Linked DNA regions of Zea mays: region 2 is linked to region 1. Evidence: chromatin contacts called from public Hi-C data. All regions are on one chromosome and are shown on one strand. Each heading gives the region's core, a stretch centred on a gene start, on an enhancer-like site or on the middle of the called end of the contact. The rest is flanking DNA. Distances are from core to core; before and after follow the strand shown.

Region 1 (7,747 bases), core at 1,941-4,440:
CACTTACAGATGGAGTCCTCAACGCCAGGCCCAGCCCAACCGAAGCAAGGGACAAACATGGGCCGCGGGAGGAAGACTACGATCTTAGCCCGCATGTCCCGATCCGTGAACCGAACATTAAGCCTGGTAGTATAGTACTACTACCTCGCACGTACACACAAGTCAATGACAGATAAAATGACAGATAAGCTGTGTGTGGTGTGGTAGACCGTAGACGACGGTCGGCACTGCCTTCCTGCATGTGCTTCGACTTCGATCGACTGCGTACTCCTCCTGCACTGCACTGCACATGCAAGGTAGACAAGCCGCCAGATCTGACGGCGCGTACGGGACGCTACGTATCCTTCCTTGCCAACTCATACACGCGCGACTGCATACCGTCGTCTACATTGACTGACTTGCGAGACCTCCCGCGCGGCTGGGGCTGTACCTGATTCGGCTTTTTTTTGTTTGTTGAGGGCCACTCACAGTCACAGTACACGGTCCCTTCATGCACACCGCATTGGATTCGCGTGGTCAAAGCTCAGGACGACGTTCTCGTTTTCAATTTTCATCAAACACAGTGGTTCGTCCTTTGGGACTGCTGGCTGCTGCAACTAGCACTAGTACACTACTGAAGCACTGAGCTACACTGCTCATACAACAACACGGTTTCTTTTTATTATTATCAGCGAAGAATAGTACACTGCCATCGACGATCCATTCTTGCCCAGACAGCCCGCTCGAATTCTCACCCGCAAGACCCCAAACCACGCCACTGCTGACACGTCTGGTCGGTTGTGTTCGTTCGCACGCGTGCATGCACGGGATCGGCGGAAGACGCCGCATCGGGATCGAGCGAGGCTGCGGCCGCCCCGCGCTCCAAGCCACGCGCGCGCGTCGATCCCACCCCACAGGCCGAACGTGAAGCCCTTCTTCGGCGTCGTCGCAGCTCACAGCCGGCCCGCGACAAGGAGACCGGGTCCAGGGCGCGTCGCGTCGCGTCAAGTCCGCCGCCCGATCGGACGACCGCTTGTGAGTCTGGGATCCGCCCCCAAACCCAAAGCCGTACGTATTACGTCGCGCGGCTTGCGCATGCGGCCAGCGGACCCCCGCCAGCTCCGCCAGCCCGCCGCCGCGCGTCCAGTGATCTCGTGATGGAGAGCCCGCCCGGCCCTCTGGACGCGCTCGCTCGGCCCCCAGCCCCAACTGGTCGCGCTGCGTGCCATACTGCCATGCCAGCACACGAAGAAAAGTGCCTACGGCTACGGCTCACGCGGCACCCACCCGACTACCCGAGGCCTAAGCGTTTGGCTGGCATCCGTCCGCGCTGCTCCGGCGAGGCATCGCCTCCGCTGTATTGCATACTCCCTCCGTTTCTTTTTATTTGTCGCTGGATAGTGCAAAATTACACTATCCAGAGACAAATAAAAAGAAACGGAGGGAGTATTTGCCCGCCGACCCGGTGGATCCATGTGCTTCCCACGGCAAGTGCAGCCGTGCATGCCATGCAGGCATGATACGAATTCACGATACGACTAATCAACCGGGGGGGGGGGCGACCAATGCTGTAGGCCCGGGTACAGCACGGAGGCCAGGCCACGAGCTGGTACAGCCCCGCGCAGCCCGGCCTGTGACTTGCGATGCGAGGGCTTCCGTCCCCGTCCGTGGGAGGAGGATGTTTTTTGCGCTTGTCTCCGGCCCTCTGGCTCCGTCCGTCCTTGGCGCCTGCACGATCCCGTTCCCGTCTCCCCTTCGCCGTGGTCGCTGTGGTGGTGCTAGCGCCGTTTCCGTCCGTCCCTGACTGCAACATCAAACGGGATGCTCCGTCACGTGCAGGTGTATCAGCCGAGTCAAATGCAGCAGCCAATCATCGAGGCGTTAACGCCGTGCTCACCTGCTGTACTGCAACACCCAACGACCAACCAAACCTTCGCAGGTCCGATCGATAGGACAACATCCTTGTTGGCTGCCTCGGTACAGCCTCATCCCGCGTGCAGGTCCTCCAGAGATTATTGTTACTGCTACCTCCGTCTACCAAAAGGTATAATAATTGTAGTTTCTTTCTCCAGACAAAGGTATCTCAAGTTTGGTTGCATTTATATCAAAAAAAAATTGATATCCACTACTCGTCCCAAAATAATATTCATTTTAGCTATTAATTTTTATGTCTATATATTTAAATGAATATTGATGAATCTAAATATATATATATATATATAACATATACATCAAATATTGTATGAATCTATAAATCTATTAATTATCTAAAATAAATTTTATTTTGAGACAGATTGAGTATTATATTAAATAGGTATATGTATTGTATAAAGAAACTGATTCTACCTATTTAATATTATAAATACGGAGACATTCTATATAATTTATTTAAATTGATTGCATTACTCCTAGTCATAGGGAGTGTGCTCGAGAGAGCTTGCAACACAATGTCGTAACGATCGGTATTCGCATGAACCCCGTAGAGGTCTACTTTGAAGTTTTTTATATGAGACATTACAACTTTACTTTGAAGTTTTTTGTATGAGACATTACAACTTTCACGGATAAAAAAAATTACTGTTATTGTCGTCGTGATTGCAAAGTAAGTATAAAAAGAAGCTAACGGTTAGCTGATAAAATTATATTTAGGCTAACAATTAGTTCATTAGTTTACTGAACCCAGTAAAATAATTTGCTAGCTGTCTAGTTATTAGTCCTGCGGGTTCCAAACAAGGCCAAGAAACTAGTGGCCTCCAGGAATCGAATGACGACCCACAGATTTAAACGCTAAATCGTTACCATCTCTAGGAACAAAGCATTGGTCTCTAACACTGTAGCTTGTGTTGGTTTATGTAAATTAGATGTCTCTGCTAGTTAGGCACCTAATGCGTAGAACACCTACTAAGGATGATCCCCGCTGGTTGCATCCCTGAAGATGTAAATTATTTTTCTTCAAAAAATCATCATAATACACATGACTATCCATGAAGATGTATCCAAAAAGATATCCAGAAAAATATATCTGAAAATTTATCAGGTTATCCGAAATTCGACGGATATCAGTCATCCGATATTTGTATCCAATATCTAAACTATACTATCCGGATTCGAACCCAAAAAAACTATCAGACTGAATAATTAGCCTCTTGCAACTATAGGGTCATCAAATAACATCCATAAAATTTACATCCTAACTCCACCTCCCATTCCTCTACGCGCAACTCCACCTCCCAATCTCCCATGACTCCATTTCATTTCTCTACCTCTCCAGCTGCCCACTTCTCCCCTGTGCTCGCGGGCGCGCGCGAGTGTGGAGAGAAGGGAGGGAATTCCCCCCTTTCTGTTCGGCGCCGTGCTCGCGCACACACCCGCACGCCCCACGCTGCACGCCGCCTTTTCCTCCGTCTTGCTGCTGCAAGTCCGCAACCACTGGAGGAAAAATCTTTTCCTTCACTTTTCTTCCCTTTCCCCCCGCGCATGCACGGGCTCTGATTGACGCCATGGGGGACGCCGCCGCCGCCGCAGCCTCCACGTCCGCTCCCACCACGCCCACCTCCATTCTCATCTGCCTGGAAGACGGCAGCGACCTTCTCGCCGATGCCGACGATGGCGCCGGCACTGACCTAGTTGTCGCCCGCGACGAGCGTCTGCTTGTCGTGGACCAGGACGAGGAGTATGTAGCGCTGCTCCTGTCCAAGGAGAGCGCGTCAGGCGGCGGCGGCGGCCCGGTGGAGGAAATGGAGGACTGGATGAAGGCCGCGCGCTCCGGATGCGTCCGCTGGATCATCAAGGTCGTTAGCGCGCTCTTCCTCTTTCGCCATTTTTTTTTGGCTAATGTCCATATCTTCTTTCTTCGGTGCTCGCAGACCACGGCGATGTTCCGGTTCGGCGGGAAGACCGCTTACGTCGCGGTGAATTACCTCGATCGCTTCCTGGCGCAACGGCGAGTCAATGTAACCACCGATTGCCGGACTCTCCTCCTTCCGTTGTCGCGTGTTTGAATGATGTACTGACTGGCTGTGCACCGCGGCCGTCTCTGGCGGTGACGGTGGGTTCAGAGGGAGCATGCGTGGGGTCTGCAGCTGCTCATGGTGGCGTGCATGTCGCTGGCGACCAAGCTGGAGGAGCAGCACGCTCCGCGGCTGTCGGAGTTGCCGCTGGACGCGTGCGAGTTCGCGTTCGACCGCGCGTCCGTGCTGCGGATGGAGCTCCTCGTCCTGGGCACCCTCGAGTGGCGGATGGTCGCCGTCACCCCCTTCCCCTACATCAGCTGCTTCGCGGCGCGGTTCGGGCAGGACGAGCGCCGGGCGGTCCTCGTGCGCGCCGTGGAGTGCGTCTTCGCGGCGATCAGAGGTTGGCCCTTTCCTCTCTCTCACCCCCGCGCGCATTCCCTTCCGTTCCATGGAGTCGGAGAGGATCGCGGCCGGGACTGACATTCGTTTGCATTGCAGCGATGAGCTCGGTGGAGTACCAGCCGTCGACCATCGCCGTAGCATCCATCCTCGTCGCTCGCGGCAGGGAGACGCCCGCCGACAATCTGGACGCGCTCAAGGCGATCCTGGGCTCATCATTTCCACAGCTAGACACCGTAAGCCCCTCCCGCCGTGTCTGTGCATCCATCCGCCGTCGTCTCGCAACGCGTTGCAATCACCCCTTCCGGGAAGGGAGGCTGCTGGCGGAGAGCGCAATGATGAGTAACAAATGCGGCCGCTGTTGGTGTCTGGCAGGGGCATGTGTACTCCTGCTACAGCGCAATGATTCGGGAGGACGACAAGTCGCCGACGCAGTCGACGTCGACGTCGACGGGGGTGGCGTCCTCGGGCGTCTCTGTCGCCGCGCACGCCGGGGGGAGCGGGAGTCCCAGCCCCCCGGGCGCTTCCGTGTCCGTGGGCGCCAATAATGCCGCTGGCACCGCCCCGCCGGCAACCACGGACAACCGCAACAAGAGGAGACGGTTGCGCTCACCTCAGCGACAGTAGGAGCAGCTCAGCTGCTGGCAGTGCATTGCAGTGCAGTGCAGTCCAGCTGCGTTTTCTTTTTTCAGCTCACCATTTCCTTTTGCTGCCGATTGTTTCTTCAGGGGTGGCCGTAGAGTGATTTGGTAATTTAGTGCCGGAAAGATTAGTGCGGTGTCGCAGAGTGATTTGGTAATTTAGTGCCGGAAAGATTTCTTTGTTTTGAGGAGATCTTTCGCGGGACCAAAGGGAGGGGGGCAGTGTAAAGACGACAGAACAAGCGTGAAGGCCTCGAGAGTCGAGACCTCACAGGGTACCGCCTAGCGCCTACTGGGGTGAAAGTGAAGTCAAGGAGTCGGGAGGGTGTGTGTGAATACCGTTTGTAGCAGCTAGTGCGTCCGTCTGTCTTTTTTTTTCTTTCTGTTTATTAATTATTAATAGCCTGCTAGATTTCATTTGATTTCATCTTTATTAAATACCCCACCACATAATAAGAAAGTATCATAACCGATGACGAGGCACGAGACACCGGTGCGCGTCCCTTGGTACGCGTGCAGTGCGGGTTGCCGTGCACAGCCGGCAGCTGAGAGTAGTTTAGCGTCTGTCAGGATTACCGGACTAAATTTTAATCCGTCGTTAAATAATAAGCTAAATGTACATTTTTTCAATGAATCCTACTGTGCTTAATAGTTAGTCTCTGTTATATAATGATTAGTTTAAACCTTCTATTTAGCATCTAAATGTAGACTAAAGTTTACCCTTAGTCCATGGAAACATATGGCGCGGATCCTGAAAGAGACGCTCGGGGCGTGTTTGCGACGTGTATCTGGCCGGCTCGGCCTGCTCGTGTGAACCAGGCTAACTTCAGTCGATCTCAACCGGTACAATGTATCTTGTTTGTGCACTTGTACCAAATAAATCTGGCCCAAGTGAGCCAATGTTTGCCACACGTAGACAACCAGGTTAAAAGTCAGTTTTGTTTCTTGGAAGCAGCCACGAGGAGCTGGTTTGCGCCACCGGCAGCCGAGCTCCAAAAAAACGGAGCCTGCCTTCATTTTCTGGGAGCCAGGCTGAAGAACCACTTTTGCACCCGCAGGGCCGAGCTCTAAAACAAATCAAGCTACACAAACACATACGTTGCATCCCGCGAGCACAGTCAGGCCAGCAGGCCAAGGTCGCAAACGTGCCCTAGGTAGCTGCTGGCTGCCTTCTTTCTGACGGCGTTGCCTTTTGTGCCGTGTCATCAAATCGGCTGCTCGCAAAGTCGCAACCACGGTCCATGGGCATGGCCTGGCCCCCCGCTGTGGTTGGGAGATGGTTGGCACTGTTCGTGTGTCTACTCTATTTTCGTCGCATCAGGCTATCCGCACTCATACTACTCTAAATTCATACTCTAAAAGGAATATTCTATCCTCGTCAGCAAGATTATCTACTCTATACCACAATTCTCTGCGGTCATATTTACTCTATATCTCAACTCTATACCAACTACTGCATATTATATTATTTTTTTCTCACTTTATCCCTCATTTAGATGCACGTGCCCTGCTTTCATTTGCTTTGACGAACTTGCACGCGTCGCCTCTAGACTTTTAGAGTGGAAGAGTACAAACGCTACATTCAGAGTTTCCCGTGTCCTCTGTATGTGTGCAGTCGGCAGTAGAGTTCTCGGCTGCAGCGTTTTCTACTGCATATTGTTATAGCGTCCAGTTTACAGCTCGTCAGTGCGGGTAGCCTCAATATCTCATGCACCGCATACACTGCATCCCCTTCATAACTCACTGCGTCGAGCCGAGCCTCACGGTGCAAAATAGGCCCTCCTCACTTCAGCTTCCTCTCAAATATGAGGCTGTCTCCAGCAACGTCCTCTATATCCATCCTCTATATCCGTCCTTTACAGTCTTCTTTAAAAGATTCCATCCTCTATATCTCTTTCCTCTCCAACAACATCCTCTAAATCACGTCCTCTATACTCAAATATCTATATTAAAAACATTTTTTATTTTTATTTTTTGTACATACGTATTTGTCATACTCTCAAATGTATTATACATATTTTAGTTTTGCTAAACCGGTTATTTAAAGTATTCAAATGGATAGAGGACCATTTAGAGAAACTCTATACATAGAGAATCCAGCAGCGTCCTCTAAATTTAGAGGACCGTTTAGAGGACACTGCTGGAGGGCGTAGAGGACCATTTGATCCTCTATATTTAGGGTACAGAACCCTTTAGGGTTCCTTGCTGGAGCTAGCCTGAAATCCTTGTGCACAAGCAAGAAGATAGCCTTGCAATGTGCATTGGCATTACAAAACGCTCCTCGGCAGTCGGCTCCTGCAATTCTTTAGTCACTGGGTCACATACGTACGCACATTGCCCATGCAGTCAAGAGCCGAGGCCCGAGGGACAACAGCAGCACGACGTGTGAGAAGGACACGACCTGGTAAAAACGCCGCGTACTGTACTGGCGACGCTGGGCTGTCGTTTGCGCAGCTCAACGTGGCAGGGCTACTGGCTGGCTGGCACTGTTGGAATTTTATTCCCAGCGGTTGCTTCGCGCTCACTTCTCACTTGCTCTTGTCTCGTGGGAGTAACATGCTCAGCTCAGGGCAGCGCTTGACTAGTCAAAAACGTATTGGCATCGATGACACTCACTGCCACTGCTGACGGCAGCGATAGAAAGTGAGCCACCAGCTCAGTGACTCAATAAAAAAAATGATATAAGCGGCTTTTATAGATTACTTACACCATCTTATAATGTTTGTTCCAATATCAAGATAAGTTTAAGATGTAAAAAATAAGCTAACTTAACTG
Region 2 (7,747 bases), core at 3,078-5,577, 160 kb after region 1:
CCAGACAAGTAATGATGGCGCCTCGCACGCTCTATGACGACGGCGGCTCTCAGCCCCCTTACGGAAGCAAGAGGACGTCAGCAAGGACTCGACAGCTTCGACAGCTGTCCTTCCGCCAGGCTCCAGCGCTCCTCCGACGGCCACGACACCACACGAACCGGGTGCCAAAACCTCTTCGACCGCCACGATGGCGTGTACTTAGGGCGCTAGCTCTCTTCCGCTAGACACGTAGCACTCTACTACACCCCCCATTGTACACCTGGATCCTCTCCTTGCGCCTATAAAAGGAAGGACCAAGGCCCTCTTACAGAAGGTTGGCCACACGGGAGGACGGGGCGACGCGTAGAGTCCCTCGCTCTCTCCCACGCGGACGCTTGTAACCCCCTACTGCAAGCGCACCCGACCTGGGCGCAGGACAACACGAAGGCCGCGGGTTTCCCCTTTTTGCATGTCTCCCTCCTTTGGTTCCCCTCTTCGTGCTCCGTCTCGCGCCGACCCATCTGGGCTGGGCACGCGGCGACATTTCACTCGTCGGCCCAGGGACCCCCCGGTCTCGAAACGCCGACAAGTAGGCTTGTCATCCTTTGGATCATTGACGAAGGACTCCTTCTCCTTATCATTGACCACCATCCCCTTGCCCTTAGGATCCATCACTTCGGGCGATTAGTCCCTTTCTTGAAGAGAACGGCTCTGATACCAATTGAGTGCACCTAGAGGGGGGGTGAATAGGTGATCCTGTAAAAACTTGAAACTTACTCCACAAAACTTGATTAGGAGTTAGCACAATTAAGCCAAGTGGATAGAGAGGAGAGCTTGCACAACACGATAAACACAAAGAGATCAACACATAGATGGCACAGTGGTTTATCCCGTGGTTCGGCCAAGTCCAAAACTTGACTACTCCACGTTGTGGCATCCCAATGGACGAGGGTTGCAATCAACCCCTTTCAAGCGGTCCAAAGACCCACTTGAATACCACGGTGTTTTGCTTTCACTTTACTATATCCCACTTGCGAGGAATCTCCACAACTTGGAGCCTCTCGCCCTTGCACTTTGATGTTTACAAAGAAGCACGGAGCAAGGGAGGGATGAGCAACGCACACAAGACACGAAATCAGAGTACCAACATGCACACAAGTCACAACAAGAGCTCACAACACAACCCGACAAGTTCACAACTCAATTGGAGCTCTAGTTGCTATCACAAAGAATCAAATGCGCGGAATCGAAGTCTTGGTGCTTAGGAATGCTTAGAGAATGCTTGGTGTTCTCCTCCATGCGCCTAGGGGTCCCTTTTATAGCCCCAAGGCAGCTAGGAGCCGTTGAGAGCATTCCAGGAAGGCATTTCTTGCCTTCTGTCGCCTGGCGCACCGGACAGTCCGGTGCGGATTTCTTTCCTTCTTTGGCGAAGCCGACCGTTGGCGCTTTGGAGCCGTTGGCGCACTGGACACTGTCCGGTGCACACCGGACAGTCCGGTGCCCCCTTCTAGCCGTTGGCTCGGCCACGCGTCGCGCACGGATTACGCGGCCGACTGTTGGCTCGGCCGACCGTTGGCTCACCGGACAGTCCGGTGATTTATAGCCGTACGTCGCCGACGATTTCCCGAGAGGAGCAAGTTCGCCTGAGTCAGCCTGGCGCACCGGACACTGTCCGGTGCACCCAGACTGAGCTGACTTCGGCTGAACAAAGTCATCTTTAATTCCAACTTGATTTTTCCTGTTTCCAGCAATTAGACATAATACATTAGTCTCCAAAACAATATACTAAGTCTTAGAAACATACCTTTATACTTGCTTTGTACTTTATCCACCATTTAACACTTAGGCACTTGTGTTGGACACTAAATCACCAAAATACTTAGAAATGGCCCAAGGGCACATTTCCCTTTCAATGAATAGCACAAAGTTCACCACTAGAACGGAGCTCAAATCACTAAGAATGTCAATCGAGTGCGCAAAGACGGAGTGTGAATGATTAAAAATGATCAAGGTATACTTGGTGTACTCCTTCATGCGCCCAGGGGTCCCTTTTATAGCCCCAAGGCAGCTAGGAGCCGTTGGAGGCATTCTTGGTAGGCAATACTTGCCTTCTGTCGGGTGGTGCACCGGACAGTCCGGTGCACCACCGAACAGTCCGGTGCACCACCGGACATCCCCTGTTCACTGTCCGGTGCAGATAGCCTTCCTAATTTGGCACAGCCGACCATTGAGGATTTGTAGCCGTTGGCGCACCGGACACTGTCCGGTGCACACCGGACAGTCCGGTGCCCCCATCAGACCGTTGGCTTGACCACGCGTCACACGCGGATTGCGCGGCCGACCGTTGGCTCACCGGACAGTCCGGTGCACCACCGGACAGTCCGGTGATTTTTAGTCGTACGCCGCCGACGAAATCTCGAGAGCGGCCAGTTTGACCAAAGCCAGCCTGGCGCACCGGACAGTCTGGTGCACCCAGACTGCGCAGAGTCTTGGCTGCTCCATCCAAGTCTTTTTCCTTTTGTATTTTCTCTGATTCTAGCACTTAGACAAATATGTTAGTACACAAAAACCAATGTACTAAGTCTAGAATCATACCTTATTGATGATTTGTACTTCATCCACCATTTTGCACAATTTACTTAAGCCATTTGTGTTGGACACTTAATCACCAAAATACTTATAAATGACTCAAGGGCACATTTCCCTTTCAGGTATCATTCAACAAAGTTCAAGTCCCTTTGCCTCGCCTGTGCTGCTAGTTAAAAAGAAAGATAGTGAGTGGCGTATGTGTGTGGACTATCGTCGACTGAATGCACATACAGTCAAAATAGGTTTCCTATGCCTATTTTCGATGAGATTGTCGATGAGTTGGGTGGAACATCTGTGTTCTCAAAATTGGATCATTGATCGGGCTATCACCAAATTCACATAAAAGAGGGTGATGAGTATAAGACGACATTTCAAACACATCACAGGCACAATGAGTACCGAGTTATGCCATTTGGCTTAATAGGAGCACCTACTACATTTTAAAGAAACAAGCGTAGCATCCAGCCGAATAATTTTAAAGATAGCATCACAGGGCAATTCCTCAACCAAACAAACCCACAGGCACCACAAACCACAAGTCGAAGGGCCATCCAAACACAGGTATTATCAGTAACACAAGGGTAACTTAGAGATGCAACATCCCTCAACTTTGCTTTTAAAAAAAAAGTGTAGCATCCAGCTGAATATTTTTAAAGATAGCATCACATGGCAATTCTTCAACCAAACATACCATCAGGTACCACAAGCCACAAGTCAGAGGGCCAACCAAACACATGTCTTATCAATAACACAAGGATAACTTAGAGATGCAGCAGCCCTTAGCTTTGCTTTTTGAAAAAAGAAGCAAGTGTAGCATCTAGTTGAACAATTTTAAAGAAAGCATCACATGGCAATTCTTGAACCAACCAAACCCATAGGGACCACAAGCCCGAAGTAAGAAGCCAATTCATATTAGTAGTTCCTATCAACCATCAGTTATAATAGTTTCATTAATTCAAGCTTTTCATACAATAACATATGTACATATCGCAATGTTGTACAAAAATATTCATTGGTTCAGGTCACATGTAACAGAATGCAAACCTTACCGAAGGACGCCACGCCTCCTCAGTGCACACGACGGCGACACGAGCCTGATTCAATGCACACACGACTTTTCCCCGCCTCAACAACAGTTTGAAGAACATCATAGGTAGAAACCACATCGTTATCTAGAGAAGATGTGACACAGAAGTCACCAGCGACAACCGCTGCGGCAAATGAAGCACTTACGGTGTCATGAGCTACATCAACGGTCGCAGAGCACTTATGAGCACACAGCTCAGCGCCTCAGCCGCCGCATCCATAGCGCCACGGACAGTGAAGCTAGGATTACACACAAGGGAAGATGGGAATCGAGGGTGCGGAATCTTATCGCGCAGGTATAGGGATGAGAATGGGGGAATATAGGGAGGAGAAGAACAAACCTAGCCTAGATGGGGAACGGTCGAACGGAAAAGCAGACGGCGTAAACGGACGGGAGGATGAAGATCGGAGACGGGCAGGAAGAGAAGAGTGCAGCGGCTAATGGTCATCAGCCGGGACTGATGCCAAATCTTCAACTAGTGGATGATTATGATGCCCAATACTTCAATTGCTGTGTTCAAGAGCCCAAAGATCTGAAGTCCGCCAAAGACGTTGCCAAATATACAAAAAAAATCTCGTAAAAACGAATGCTCAGTTATAGTTCGAAGAGAACCTCTGTCCTCTGGTCACACGCAGCAACCACCGACCCAGACGCTGAGACGCACCCCACATCCACGCATTTTCATTTCATCAATCAAACAGAACCTCTGGTCACACACACGCAGCAACCACCGAGCCCAGCGCCCGGCCCAGCCAGCCAGGGCCAACGGCAAGGCAACACCCTCCTCAGCCCGACGCCGACGCTCGCCGTCATCCTCGTAAATCCACAGCGCGCGCCTCCCGTCCTCCCAGGCCTCACCCCTAGCGATGCGCCACTCCCGGCGCTCGTGATCCATGGCCTCACTCCCCGTTCCTCACACTCTTCCGCGGGTCTCGCCAGCGATAGTGGGCGCCGCGAGGGGGAGGGCCGCGGTGCGCGTACGCACTGCCACCGCGGCATTGGGCGGTGGGTGCGGCGGCGGCGGCGGAATGGAGCAGCGCCACGGGGATGCCCCGCACAGCCCAGGTAATTCCTCGAGTTCCTCGGCTGGGGTCACTGTCATGGTGAAATTACCATCGGGAATTTCCCAGAATCCAGAGGGTGACGTGTCGGACGGGGCCGGGTGGTTGTTCCTGTACATGAGGTTATCTACCTGCTGCATCTGCTTCACTGGTCATCAGCCACTGCCGCTAACCTTTGTGTCCTGGCGATCATCCGGTAAGGATGATGGATAAGTAAATACGTGTGGAACTGGATCTCGAACTGGAGCCGATTGGACGTTTGACAGCGATGTTCTACTCCTGTTCTAGTATATTTCCCCCCTCTTTAAGAAGGGCAGTAGGAAGGTTGGTATTGTCATTCTGACGGCTCGCGTTCTGTTCTTTTGATGATTGTTCCTGGTCGCTCGGAGGGTTGTCATCATTCATCAATATCGTGGCGGCAGATAATTCTGGTAACTCTGGATCGTCTAGTTTTCCCGAAAGCATCTTAATCGTTCACAATGACCTAATAGCAATTCGTTCCACAGTGATGAGGAATCTTATAAATACATGGGATGGGACGGGTGGTGTTTTCAAATAAACTTGAAACGTGATGCCTCAATGGCATACATCTTATGAATTGAGGTAAAAGATAGTGATAACTTGTTAGTTCATCGTTCACAATTGACGAAAAAACATAATAATATAGGCAGGACAAAGAAACAAACCACTTTGATTTATGTGTCACTTTAGGATCATGGATAATATTCCTTACAAGAACTTTTATTTTTTCACAGTTTCCTGTAAATAGGAATATCAGCCTTTGTGTATCTGATGCTGTGAAGCAAACATTCGTTAAAAATATGCGTCGCGGTTATGTCCTTATAAGTTATGCTATGCCATTTTATTTACTTTTTACTGTTGTGCAAATGGATTGAACAACATGAGGAATAGAGCTGTACTAACCGTTTAGTGATATCCATCATCATCAGTGAAGGAGAAGCCTGTAATGTCAAACATTGGGAAATCGACTAATATTTTATGGCACAATTGCTTGATTGGACAATCTGATAGACAGAAATTGCTGGGACAAAAAGGCTGTGTCGTATGGATAACAGGACTCAGTGGTTCAGGTATGTTTTCAGTGGATTGTTGCCTTGAACTACTTGCTGGCTACAGCCTTTTTCTGTTTGGTTTTCAAATCCTTGGTCATGTACTCAGGTTTCTATGAGAGATTTCGTATTCTTTTTATTGAACAAAGCTTCCAGGTGCTATTGTTGCCACACACTTTCAGTTCAGTTCGGTAGCTTGCTTTGTGCTAGAATGCAAGATTTTTTTTCTCGAACACAGAAGACCTGTGTAACATTTCATTAAGAAGATAAAAGGAAACAAAGGAGAAGACCCCCCCCCCTCCCCTCGTTCACACACACAGTGACACAAGCCTCAGCAAGAAAATTAAAATCCCGAAGACAAGAAACAAAAATGACCCATCTAAGACGGCTAGAGCCTTAGAACCAGAGCAGATCACTGGCCTCCAACAATTGCCTCAGCTAGAAACTCCTGAAAACCTTTTGCACCTGCTGCACAATATAAAATGCACTCGTCAGTAATAGTCTGCAGTAAGATAGAGATGCTTGGGCTAGTGCCATTAAAGACAGTAATTTCAGTGCTTCCAGATTTCCCAAGAGACAAGTATAACCAGGCTGTTGATCCCTTTTTGGCAGCCTTTTGGCACACCCTTCACAGCTTGGCGCCACCAGCTTTGATGATGGCTGATGAGGAACTGAAGCCAATCTGAGCTTCTGTAGGATTATGTACCAAACCTGGCAGGTAAAGAGGCAGGAGACAAACAAATGTTGTACAGTTCGCCGTAAAAAAAATTGTTGTACAGTTTCATTTTCTTGGTCACAAAGGGGGCAAGCTGATCGGCTGTCCAGGAGTGATTCTTAGGACCTGTTTGGTTCTTAGTAACCAGGTTCCCGGAGGAACGTGGTACGCAGTACTCTATTAAAACAAGGTTTTAACACCACGGGAACCCACGTTCCCGGAACGAGGAACGTGGCCAAGTTCCACGTTCCCTGTTTCTAAGGTTTGGTTGAGCTGCGGCTTCTAGAAAAGTAGTTGTGAGCTGTGGAAAAGCTGTTGGGGGTGTGGGCTGTGAGAAAGCCAAAAGTTGTTTGGTTGAGCAGTTGTAGCTTCTAGAGAAACTATTAAGCGGACTCCACATGTCATCCACAGTCCTCTCCACTCAACTCTCTCCCTCTCTAATTGATGAGCGGACCTTGCTTATCTTCTTCCTCCCGTAGGCAGGGCGGGTTGCCAGGCCAGGGCAGCATCACGTGCCAGGGCCAGGCAGTACCCGTGCGCATTGGAGCCAGTGCTGTTTGCAGGGACCAGGTTAGCCTTTGTGTGGTCTCCGTTTCTCATGAGCACAAGTCATAGGTCGTGCGAAGGGAAAAAGAAAGAAGAACAACGAACAATATCTTTCGTAACCAGTGGCAGGTGGTTAATTTTTGCGAAAAGTTAGAAGCCCACAACAGTTGAAAGCAGGGGTGAGGGTGCTGTGAAATTTGTACTACAAAAAATCTGCTTTTGGCTATGGCTTTTGGGTGGAGGCTAACTTCTTTGGTTGGCTTTTGGCTTTTTGAGAAGTCAAAGCAAGTTGAAAAACCCAAACAAAGGGGCCTTAATAGCAAGCCTGATGAAGAATTTGCAGCGAGGGCGAGATGGTCGGGGTGGCAAGTCTTCCTTACTCTCTTCCACGGTGCAAACTGAATTGTGCCAAGGATGAAAGCAGCGTAAGCCGGTTTACTAGTATAGGATCCAGATTTGGAGAGCTGCCAGTGATGCTGATCAGACATCTCTGGTTGTAATGGGAAGTCATCTACCAGGTCCCAGATCAGAAGATACGAAGCAGAGGGACCAGCAGAGCACCCTTTATATCAGAAACTCATCAACGACCAGCATTACTATCCACAACCGTGTGTTGCTTAATAACCCTCTTAGGAACTGTCTTGAGAAGGTTAGGAGCTAAATCTTCTGTGGTTTTTTCACCCAATCATCTATCAGTCCA

The links. Hi-C and Micro-C count contacts between places; a contact is called where the count stands out from the background.
Region 2: a Hi-C map of ear shows a contact between it and region 1, with 1.7 times the contacts expected there. The contact joins the promoter of LOC100276991 here to the promoter of LOC541916 in region 1. A contact is called at or near these places in 3 of 25 Hi-C or Micro-C datasets (ear, leaf and tassel).

The regions. Positions count from the first base shown.
Region 1 is chr9:154,168,994-154,176,740 of Zm-B73-REFERENCE-NAM-5.0, forward strand. It overlaps LOC541916 (D-type cyclin), which reads left to right and starts at 3,191. Exons shown (of 5, transcript NM_001111579.2): 1 at 3,191-3,770; 2 at 3,846-3,932; 3 at 4,038-4,332; 4 at 4,431-4,567; 5 at 4,707-5,398. The coding sequence starts at 3,480. The coding sequence ends at 4,958.
Region 2 is chr9:154,328,864-154,336,610 of Zm-B73-REFERENCE-NAM-5.0, forward strand. LOC100276991 (adenylyl-sulfate kinase) reads left to right here and starts at 4,328. Exons shown (of 7, transcript NM_001150669.2): 1 at 4,328-4,720; 2 at 5,667-5,807. The coding sequence starts at 4,549.